Regions from separate parts of the Drosophila melanogaster genome. Here region 1 is linked to region 2. Evidence: chromatin contacts called from public Hi-C data. All regions are on one chromosome and are shown on one strand. The core of a region is the stretch at or near the end of the contact, and the rest is flanking DNA. Distances in the headings are between cores, read along the strand shown. Region 1 holds the start of Ugt301D1 (UDP-glycosyltransferase family 301 member D1). Region 2 holds the start of Fas3 (Fasciclin 3).

The links. A called contact is a pair of places that touch in the nucleus more often than the background predicts.
Region 1: a Hi-C map of the Kc167 cell line shows a contact between it and region 2, with 1.9 times the contacts expected there. The contact joins the promoter of Ugt301D1 here to the promoter of Fas3 in region 2. A contact is called at or near these places in 5 of 107 Hi-C or Micro-C datasets (the Clone 8 cell line, the Kc167 cell line, the S2 cell line and 1 more).

The regions. Positions count from the first base shown.
Region 1 is chr2L:18,506,335-18,511,014 of dm6, forward strand. Ugt301D1 (UDP-glycosyltransferase family 301 member D1) reads left to right here and starts at 3,226. Exons shown (of 4, transcript NM_001259150.2): 1 at 3,226-3,372.
Region 2 is chr2L:18,318,185-18,322,979 of dm6, forward strand. Fas3 (Fasciclin 3) reads left to right here and starts at 1,918. Exons shown (of 8, transcript NM_165250.4): 1 at 1,918-2,546. The coding sequence starts at 2,504.

The DNA of each region.
Region 1 (4,680 bases), core at 1,976-4,475, 190 kb after region 2:
CTATCACCCAAAACGGGGCGTTTATTATGAAAGAATATTGGATGATGGAGAATGCATACAGAAAAAATGGTTAATTTATATATCTTAAAGATTACTAATATTCTAACGACAATTTTTAAATATTTCCGAATCCACTTTAATGAATTACTCCATTAGATATGTAAAGAAGGCAAGTGAGCCATGAAGAATTTCCAATCGAGGCCTTCCTTGTGGCCACTGGTAGTGCTATCTCGAAAGGAAGTGGTAAGTACATCTAGCATAAGTACATTCCAAAAGGCCCGTGCATCCTTTTACGCCTGAACAGTTTTTATAGTTGTTTGCCTATATGTAACCAAATGCTGGAAATTCCTGTGAAATAGGGGAGTTCCTTCGGCAGTGAATCACTTTGAGGGCGTGTCTAGTGTTCTGGTTCAAAAGGCTATGTTGTGTTAAGGTAAAGAAACTAGGAAACTATTTATATGCAGTGACCATGTAATTTGCTCATTAACAAATTGCTTGAGTTAAAGCCCATCAGAAATACAGCAAATAATTGAGATTGCGGGGTGGTCACTGAACCATCGAGTATCCGCAACCACTTGAGTTCTGTTTACAACCCTTAGAGTACCACGCATTGCGAGACCATCTCGTCTGTCACATTATAACTCAATTTTAAATTGTGCTGAATTCTGCTTTCGACATATTAAATTAATATTGACACATTGACAGCTGCCAAAACAAGATTCTCTCCCTTCAAGCCTACAATTTTCTGCCACTTCGTGGGCACTTCGACCACCCGCTGATTTCGTTGGATTCGAGTTTTTCCCGATGCGGGTTCGGATCGAACTTCTCAAATTCGTTGACTAATCATGCGCAACGTTTGCTATTTGGGTGAAATTTTTAATTGCCCCGCGCAACGCAACGCGATCGAATTGAAAGGCCATCGTTCCGTGGAAATTGTCAGTGTCATCGTGGGCTTTGGTTCCCATTTTATGCTCGATGGTGTCTTTATCTAAAGCGCGCCTGGATAAAGCGCACGTTGCCTTAATTGATTGATAGATACATAGATAGATGCAGACTAATGGCTAGCATGAGATACAAAGGTCTCGCTTCTATGGCTTTGTTTGATTTACCCTAATTTGGCCGTTGGGTGAAGTGCAAAGTAAACATTAAATTGGCGCAAACTGACAAATAGTGCTCTGTATTTTAATACCATTTTAGTACACTACATTTGGGCTGGGCTTTGGGTATGAAATCGTTTATGGTCCAGTTCCATTGATCACAGCAATCCTATATGTGGGGTTTGGTGTTTTAGGCAATTTGTCGTTTGCACCTCGTAAATGATTCAGAGTGAATCATTTGATATTGTCGCTAAGGGTTGCAAGAAGATAGATTTATTTTCTAGTATAAAAATGTATTTCTAAATATTTCTAATAACTTGATTATTGACTGTAATGCCCGATCATTCAATTAAATCTCTTTAAATGACTCTAAGCCCCTTTAAGCTTGTTTGAGAACTTACCTCTGCAGAATTAAAAATATTTAATGATTTATTTAATTTGCCGCTGATTTAATGAGCTGTTTGCTCCAGCACCATTTTCTTCTCGCTTTTTTCCGCCAACATTTTTGTTACAGGCCATTCATTTTCATTGTGGCATGTCCACTGCGATCTTATGAATGAACATTTTCTTTTTGGTTTGGTGGCCTCTCCCGGCGATCGCTCGCATCAAAAGTGCCGTTCTTGGCCATGTCTTGAGTTGCCATCAAAACTCCGCCTGGAGCATGGTCGTCCATCATCGTCGCCGGTTTGGGTGAACGCCCACGCCCATGCCCAGCCACGCCCTGCGCCCCTTTCGCCCCTTTTCGAGAGTGGTTTCAGCTTTTTGTGACTCGCTTCAATGAAGCGTGCCAATTTTCAATGAAATGTTTCGGCCTCTTGTGTTGTATGCCCTTTTTTTTAGACGACTTTGAGTTCTTTCAGCTTGCCTTATATTAATTCCCCTCTTTTTCTTAATTTGTTGCATGTTCTCAGTGGGCTTTATGCCATTTGTGTTATCTTGGCATTTCTCCTCTCCATTTGTTTGCTTACCATAAAAAGTCAACAAACATTAATTATCATTAAATGATATGACTTATCGTGAAGTGAACTTGACCGCTTCCAAGGTGAATGCACAAATAACAGTGCATTAAATTCGTGTTATACATGTAATGTACCCATCAAAAATGTCGGGTTTCCTTTCCGTTTGCAAATAAAACACGTTTTTAGCGAACTCAATCGATGGGCATTGTTTTAATTCTGACGAACAAGGAAATGCGATTAGTAATTGCCCACGGAAATCCCCTGGGAAAGCAACTGATACATAGAAAGTCGTGATTTATTGCAAGATCCTGAAGTGGTTTATATTTTAGTAATTTATTTTTTTATTAAATTCTTAGTTGATAAGAATGTGAATGGCTCATCGTTGCCAAATGATAACAATAAGTTACAGAACCTAAAATGCTCTTATAGTCTCAATGATACTATTTTTAAAACATTTGTCTTTATATAGGGATATATAGGGATATATCCAATAATATATTTCTGGCAGTTTACCGATTTCTTTCTTGTTTACATTATTAGTTTTAACTAAATAGGGGGATCACTGTATCCTGATATCAGAAAACTTCTTTCTATGCTCCTTAGAAGCTCATGATTGATTTAATAAATTACCAATGTTTTAAAATTGGTTTCTTTGTTTTGTCGATAAGACCCAATTCTTGTTTGGCTTGTTCGTTTTTTGTTTATTGTTGAAACTCGCACTCTGATGAATTTTTTAACTCCGTTGTCGAAAGTTCATTGGCCAATTGGCCAATTCTATTTCGCAGTACAAATTATATGTTTGCAATTGCTGATCTGTCGACCGACACGTGAGTGGGCATCTGTGTATGTGTAAGGAGGGAAACTGACAGGTAATAATAATTTTGGCAACACTTGCAATCAACTGTATCAATATTGTAATTATCCCAGCACACATACGAGACAATCAAAATCAAATAAGATTAGGGCAAACAATGAGCGTCGCCGGTTGATTCGCCTTTGTATTTTTGTATCTCTGTGCCAGGGCGGCACTAACACTCGAATCCCACAGATACGTCTAAGCTTTTGCTTGTATATGCATTTTGCATCTGCTGGCGTCGACTGAGACTGAGACTTTGACTGAGGCTAATGCTGATTAAGTTGAGGTGTTCGGGGCTTTGTGCCGCCGAGTTTAGTGATAACCGCACTTTGGTGCCCAACGGTCGCGTTTCGGGCTAAAATTCATTTTGAATTCGAAACGTGCTAATTTTGTTTAATTCCAAGTGCAAATATTTTCTGGTGCTATTGCTGTGAGACAAAGGCAATTGAATACACTTAAGGTTAATAAATAAACAAGCAATATAAATCAGACATTAGAAAAGCGAAAATAAATAAAGAAATCTACAATTCAGGTGCTTAAAAATAAATCATACAATAAAATATTCATTATATGAAATTGAATTTTCTATTCAATGATACGATTCTACTCAATAATAATATTAAATAATTAAATAAATCCCTTTGGATTTGCTTAAACGTGTTTGCATAACACAACAATTTTTGGGAAGCATTTGATTACCAGAAATTCCAAACCATCGAGAATAATAAATCCAAAAAAGTTTGCAGCTCCAAGAGCTGGATTTCCACAATTTTATTTATTTCGACCTAGAAAATATCATTAAAGATTAATAGGTTAGTTTAAATTGCTATAATTGTACTAATTAGGTCATTAAAAAAATCGTAACCAGTTTTCATTGCATTTTTTAATTCCGGTAATGTAAAAGGGCTTAGTTAAGCATTATAAAGTGTATTTTGTTGAAATTTTTGCAAAATAAAGAAGGAAAAAAAGCAATTTCATAATCACCAAAACTTTCACATTCATCTCACACAAAAAGTTTTACTTTCAAAAAACATTAGCTTTGACCCTTTTAACCATCAAGTCTTTTCAAGTGTTACAAGATCTATCCACCATCCCAGCACTCAAAATAATTAAAATTAAGTAATTTAAATTCCCCAACTTTAAACAATTAGCGTTGGCACGTAATGAACAAATTATAAACAATTATGCCATAATTTGCAACCTTGACCAAAGCCTCTAAAAACTTAGTTACATAGCTTGCATTTCAGTTGGAATTACATACAACAACAAAATGCTCTCAGCTGTAGCTAATATAAGGAAATAGAATTTCGCTTTTAAGTATAACAGTAAAATGCAATGCGAAATACGGGCTGTGATGACAAAATTATTTCCACATGCGATTTATCAGCTCGCCTCAATGACGACAACTTGTTGCATGTTTACTTGTATTTCAGTTCAGCTTTCTGTTACAGTGTGTCAACGTAAATACAAATAAATTCCGGCTGGAAATAACACGCGCTAAACTGTTCAATAAAATTAAATATTTAATTAAACAAAATCCCATAAATATTGCAAATGGTTACACTTAAGCTAAATGTAATTAAATTACGAAACGTTAAATCCAATTAAACCTTATTTGATTTCGACGATTTGATTTATCTTAAGGTCGAGTAAGCACGTACAATCTTTTTATAGTTTACGTATTTTGACCCACTTTCTGATAGCGAAAAGAAAAATAAGATTAGGAATGGGTAAACATTATAAAACTTGCATGATGTTCAGGAATTGT
Region 2 (4,795 bases), core at 668-3,167:
CCTTTTCATAGTCCAAATATGGCCCCAGGCTTATTGAATGTGTGTGCTTTGATTAAATTTAAAATGTTTGATAATACTATTTGCTGCCTGGTTTTCGGGGGCAAACAGGGAGTGCACGATGGCAAGTGTAATAATGCAGAAGTAAATACATTATGGGGCAATGAATCGAAAATGGAAATCGCACAGGGTGAGGGTGCGAAAATACGGGTCACTTTAAATATTTCCAAGCTTATAGTTGTCCGGCGATGCGGCATTTCAGAGTTCCACAGGTACAGTACACTGTATCTCAATATTGATACACAAGTAATTTCGTACAATAATTTAGTTAAAGCAATATGTAAGGCTCTATAATTATTATGTAAGCTGTACGATCGCTCTATTTGGTAGCCATTACAAACTTCCTAAGTACTGCGTAGCTTACTATTTACTGTTCTCGCCATAAATCGAGCCTGCGTTTACATCATTCTAATCGAAGTGGGTTTCAGGTCACAGTCCCATTGCGGGCGATTCTGGGGATCTGGAACTGTGGCAAACACAGCGGAATATTTGCGGAAGAGGGAGCGGGAAACTGGGAACGGGAATCGGCAACCAGAACGAGGAGCCACTGTGCCAAAGATTCGCTCTCGGTCGGAATTTGTATGTGTGCCATTCGACAACACGACAGGCAAACAAAAGCCGGCGAAATCCAAGGAGGCGGCCGGCAAGGGGGTAGATTATCAAACGACAAATAGACAGAAATCCGGCAGTTGCAGCAGCAACGGCGACAGCCTGAAAGCAAACTTGGCCAAATCAACAACAACACCAACAATACCAGCAATAACAACAAGAGCGAAAGCTGCAACAACACAATGCACAAGAGCCAAACAAATTCAAATCAAACTAAACAACAAGAACAGCGGCGGCAGAAAGTATTACACTGTATGGAGTGCCCGTTTAAATTCTATTTACTTGCAACACATGTTTATGTCGATCCGAAATAATGTTTCTTTGTCCATCTAATTTATATTTATTGATTTGCCTAACCTTAACCAATTGGGTCGTAGCAAATTATCACGCGGTTTAAAAAAAAACATGCTTTCGGAACTTTGGGCCATTGATTCTACTGTTAAATGTACTTTTCATCTATTTAACATTAGATATTAAAAAATGGTATTAGGAATAAATCAATCCATTTGTGGGTCAAATACGACCTATTAACGGCTTCTAACTTGTAGATATTAGGTAAATAAATACTGTACAAACCCATACTCATAATATTTAAATTAGCACCATGCTAAGAAACTTTATTTGAACTCCAGTTATGACGCAAAGGAAAATAGAACACGTTAGTCACCTAAATTTTTCCACCTAAATAGATGTGTCATCAAAACCGGAGATGCAGGCTAAGCTCTAATGAGTTTGTTATTTTCAACAATTCACTTTACATTTTAAATTATAAGCAACAAAATACATATTTATTAGTGGAGCACACTGCAAAGACTGTTTTGCTAGGTAAACGTTGATTAAAAGATTATAAATTCCTAGCACCCACCCAATTCCCTGTGACCTAAATAATAATTGTAAAAATAAATTATAAAAAACTGCAGCTGCTATAAATTGAAACCATTATTTTTAGGTAGTGTGTTCAAGTCCATATACCCCCGTAATTTAAAAGTACCCTGTACACACAGTCGCTGTAAAGCGTAAACTAGAACGAGCAATGCTGCTAGCTCGTCGCGCATGTAGCGGCAGCAACATGCAGCCGCAACATCGACAAACGCCAGCAACATCCAGCGGCAACATGCAACCCCAGCGACTGCATATGTAAAAACGCATACGCCTGGTGTTCGCAGCATGCTGCCGCTGTCGCTGCCGCAGCTGGCGCCGACGTCGCGGCCGCTGCGCTGCCCATGTTGGCAACTTTATAAACACGGAGCGGATTCAGTCGTTTGGTAACTGTTGCTCCTATCAGTCGTTCTCTGTCGCTCTTGGATTGCGTGGGCACATCGGTCGTTCGGCATTTTGGGTTCGGCATTTCGGGATTTGATATCGTTATTCGTGTCGGAATCGTATAAACCTGCGTCCGTGTGCGTTAGCCGGCCATTGAGCACTATCGCTGCCACTGGCATTTGGCCCACCGTGTGTGTTTACAAGTGTGGCATAATCTTCGATTAGCGCAAACCAACCGATCGGATATACCCCTTGAAAATAACAAATAATAGCGAGGAGTTAAAAAAGCATCCAAACACACACTGCACACCCCAAAACACACACACACACCCACACGTCACATAAAAAATATAAACCAGAGCCTCAGCGGCCGTAAAGTGCCACCAAAACGTACTTGGCCGTATATTTTATGCATGAAAAGCTAAAGCAAGTGCAACCAAACGCCTGAGTGACACCAAGAAAAAAAATTCATACACACATATAAGGAAACCCAAAAAAACAAAACCGGGATTACTTATACGCTCACGCTCAGTAGAAAAAATACGCGAAGCCAAAGGAAGTCAGCAGCAAAATCATGTCACGGATCGTTTTTATATGTCTCGCAGCCATCTTAACAGGTAAGAATAAACAACGGCTCAGAGGAAAGTAAAGCCAAAGTCGCGCTCATGAGATGATATCACGCGCTCGTTTAAGACCCGCGCAAATGTGTGAAAAAGTTTAGCTTACTCTCAGATACCTATGTATATGAATAAAAAGATGCTACCCAAAAACGTGTTCTCACCTCGAGCTGTATAAAAATATCATTGTTGAACGGCAAACTTGATTGATGAGAAGACATCGCCCCGCGGGGCTGTGGAAAGTGTTGTCTTTATGAAAGTGATGATTGAGTGAAAAGTTCCCTGTCATAATATCCATGAAATTGATAGTTCCTCCTCTTTTGGCGGTTGACCCGGTTTGGTCCATAGCTCCAACTGCGCATGCTCAGAGTGTGACCGAAGCTGTTTTGAATCTGTGTCCGTGCCAAGTGTGACCTTTCGCATCTTGGGGTACAGCTGGCATTTGCCATGCGCCAGCACAGGTTGAAAAGGTCAATTACACTTTGGTCTTCTATGGTGAGTCCAACCAAATTGGGCTTGCCCGAAAGATCTTCGCCGCAGATGATTCACGGATCGTTTATTTTAATTAATCGGTTTAGTAGCTGTTTTAATGGATTTTCTTTGGTTTTGTGTTCATACGTGATAGGGTTTGATAGCTTTGTGTGCCCATAAGAGGTTTGCTTGGTTTTATGACAGTATTAGACTGTTTAATAGTTGTACTTTATTGGAACCGACTTGTGATCAATAATGTGTTTTTGAAATGTATTTTGCCTTGGAATATAATTTTGTACTATATCAATACTAGTTTCCATATTTTAGCATTGGCCCCCAATAATGTAGAATCTAAAAAAAACCTTGTAGATGGTAATACGTCTCAATATTCGCTCCACTGTAATTAGTCTTTATTTGGCTCCTTTTTTAATTTATTCTAAGTGCCGCATCTTGTGCCAGCATGCATCCTTGAAATTAGGAGACAACATCAGCATCCACTTGAGCATTACTTTCATCTCTTTGTACCACGTACGAATGCGGATATAAATTCTATGCCATCATCAAGGCCCAAAAACGCTGTCGGTTCTATTTAATTAAAATCCTTCAATGTTTCAGCCGTGCTTATTATATTGTACCCTCTTATTACGTCCTTGAAGAGCGAGAAGGATATATGGGTGCAGAGCTAGCTGGGGAAACTGAGACAGATTTCTCATTAGCTGAAAAGAAGATGCTGGTTTATGCCAAAGCCTAACAACATTAACACAACACACGGCACATGAAGCTGTTGCTTTTGCAGTTGCCTCATTACTGCCACAGCCCCTCGGCAGATTCAACCGCCCAATGGTAAAGCCACCCCCCCCCCCACAGAACCACCCACATGACGTGACTTTAAGACAGCCGCGTTTTATTCAGTTGCTAAGCCTGCCTGGAACCTTTCAAAGGTTTACGAAAATGTAAATGCAAAAACTGCACACAAAAAACCAAAATAAAGTACACCAGGAAATCCACTGCAGGTTCAACCCTTCTCCCTATCTCTTTCCGCTGTCCAGTTGCCGTCTTTTTCTAGCAGGGCTTTGCCACTTCACACTGAATACTTTTACATTTTTATAGGACTGACGCATCGCAGACATCGCATCAGTTGACTGCCGGCTGGCTGTTGTCTTGCAATTATAAATGTTTAATGCAGCTCCGGCCATGGCACCATGGACCGTTTTTTCAGACGGGCATGGGCCGGAAATTTAACTATCCGACCCAAAGGATACGCTTAAGCGTGCAAAAAAGGACAAGAGTCTCAATAGTATTTAACAATATTCTATGGGAATTGAATTTCTTGTGGTAATAGTGTTTATTAACATGCGAATATTGCCAAACGATTTATTTATCGCCACTGTTTCTGGATACTCTCCAAATGTACTTAAACTTTAAATTACTACCCCTTGAGATAACTATCCGCTTTTTTTTAAATAAAAATAAACTCTCCATGGCATACTCCACTTTCGGAACTATATATGTATATGACCAGAACCCACATAAAAATCAACCACAATTTCCTTTGCAAACTTCCCATTCAATTTTATGGACGCTCTTTGTGCAAGGATATAAAAAAGGGATGAAGGAGACACGAACTGCAACATGTGCAGCATGTAAATAAGGCATTGCATCCAAAAACCATTCACAGTAATTCAAATGGCCAAAAGGAGCTGCAGTCGTGACGTATTTAGTTATGACTGCCTCATCTAGGAGCGAACAAAAAGCGGTCCAGCATTTATGCATTTTAA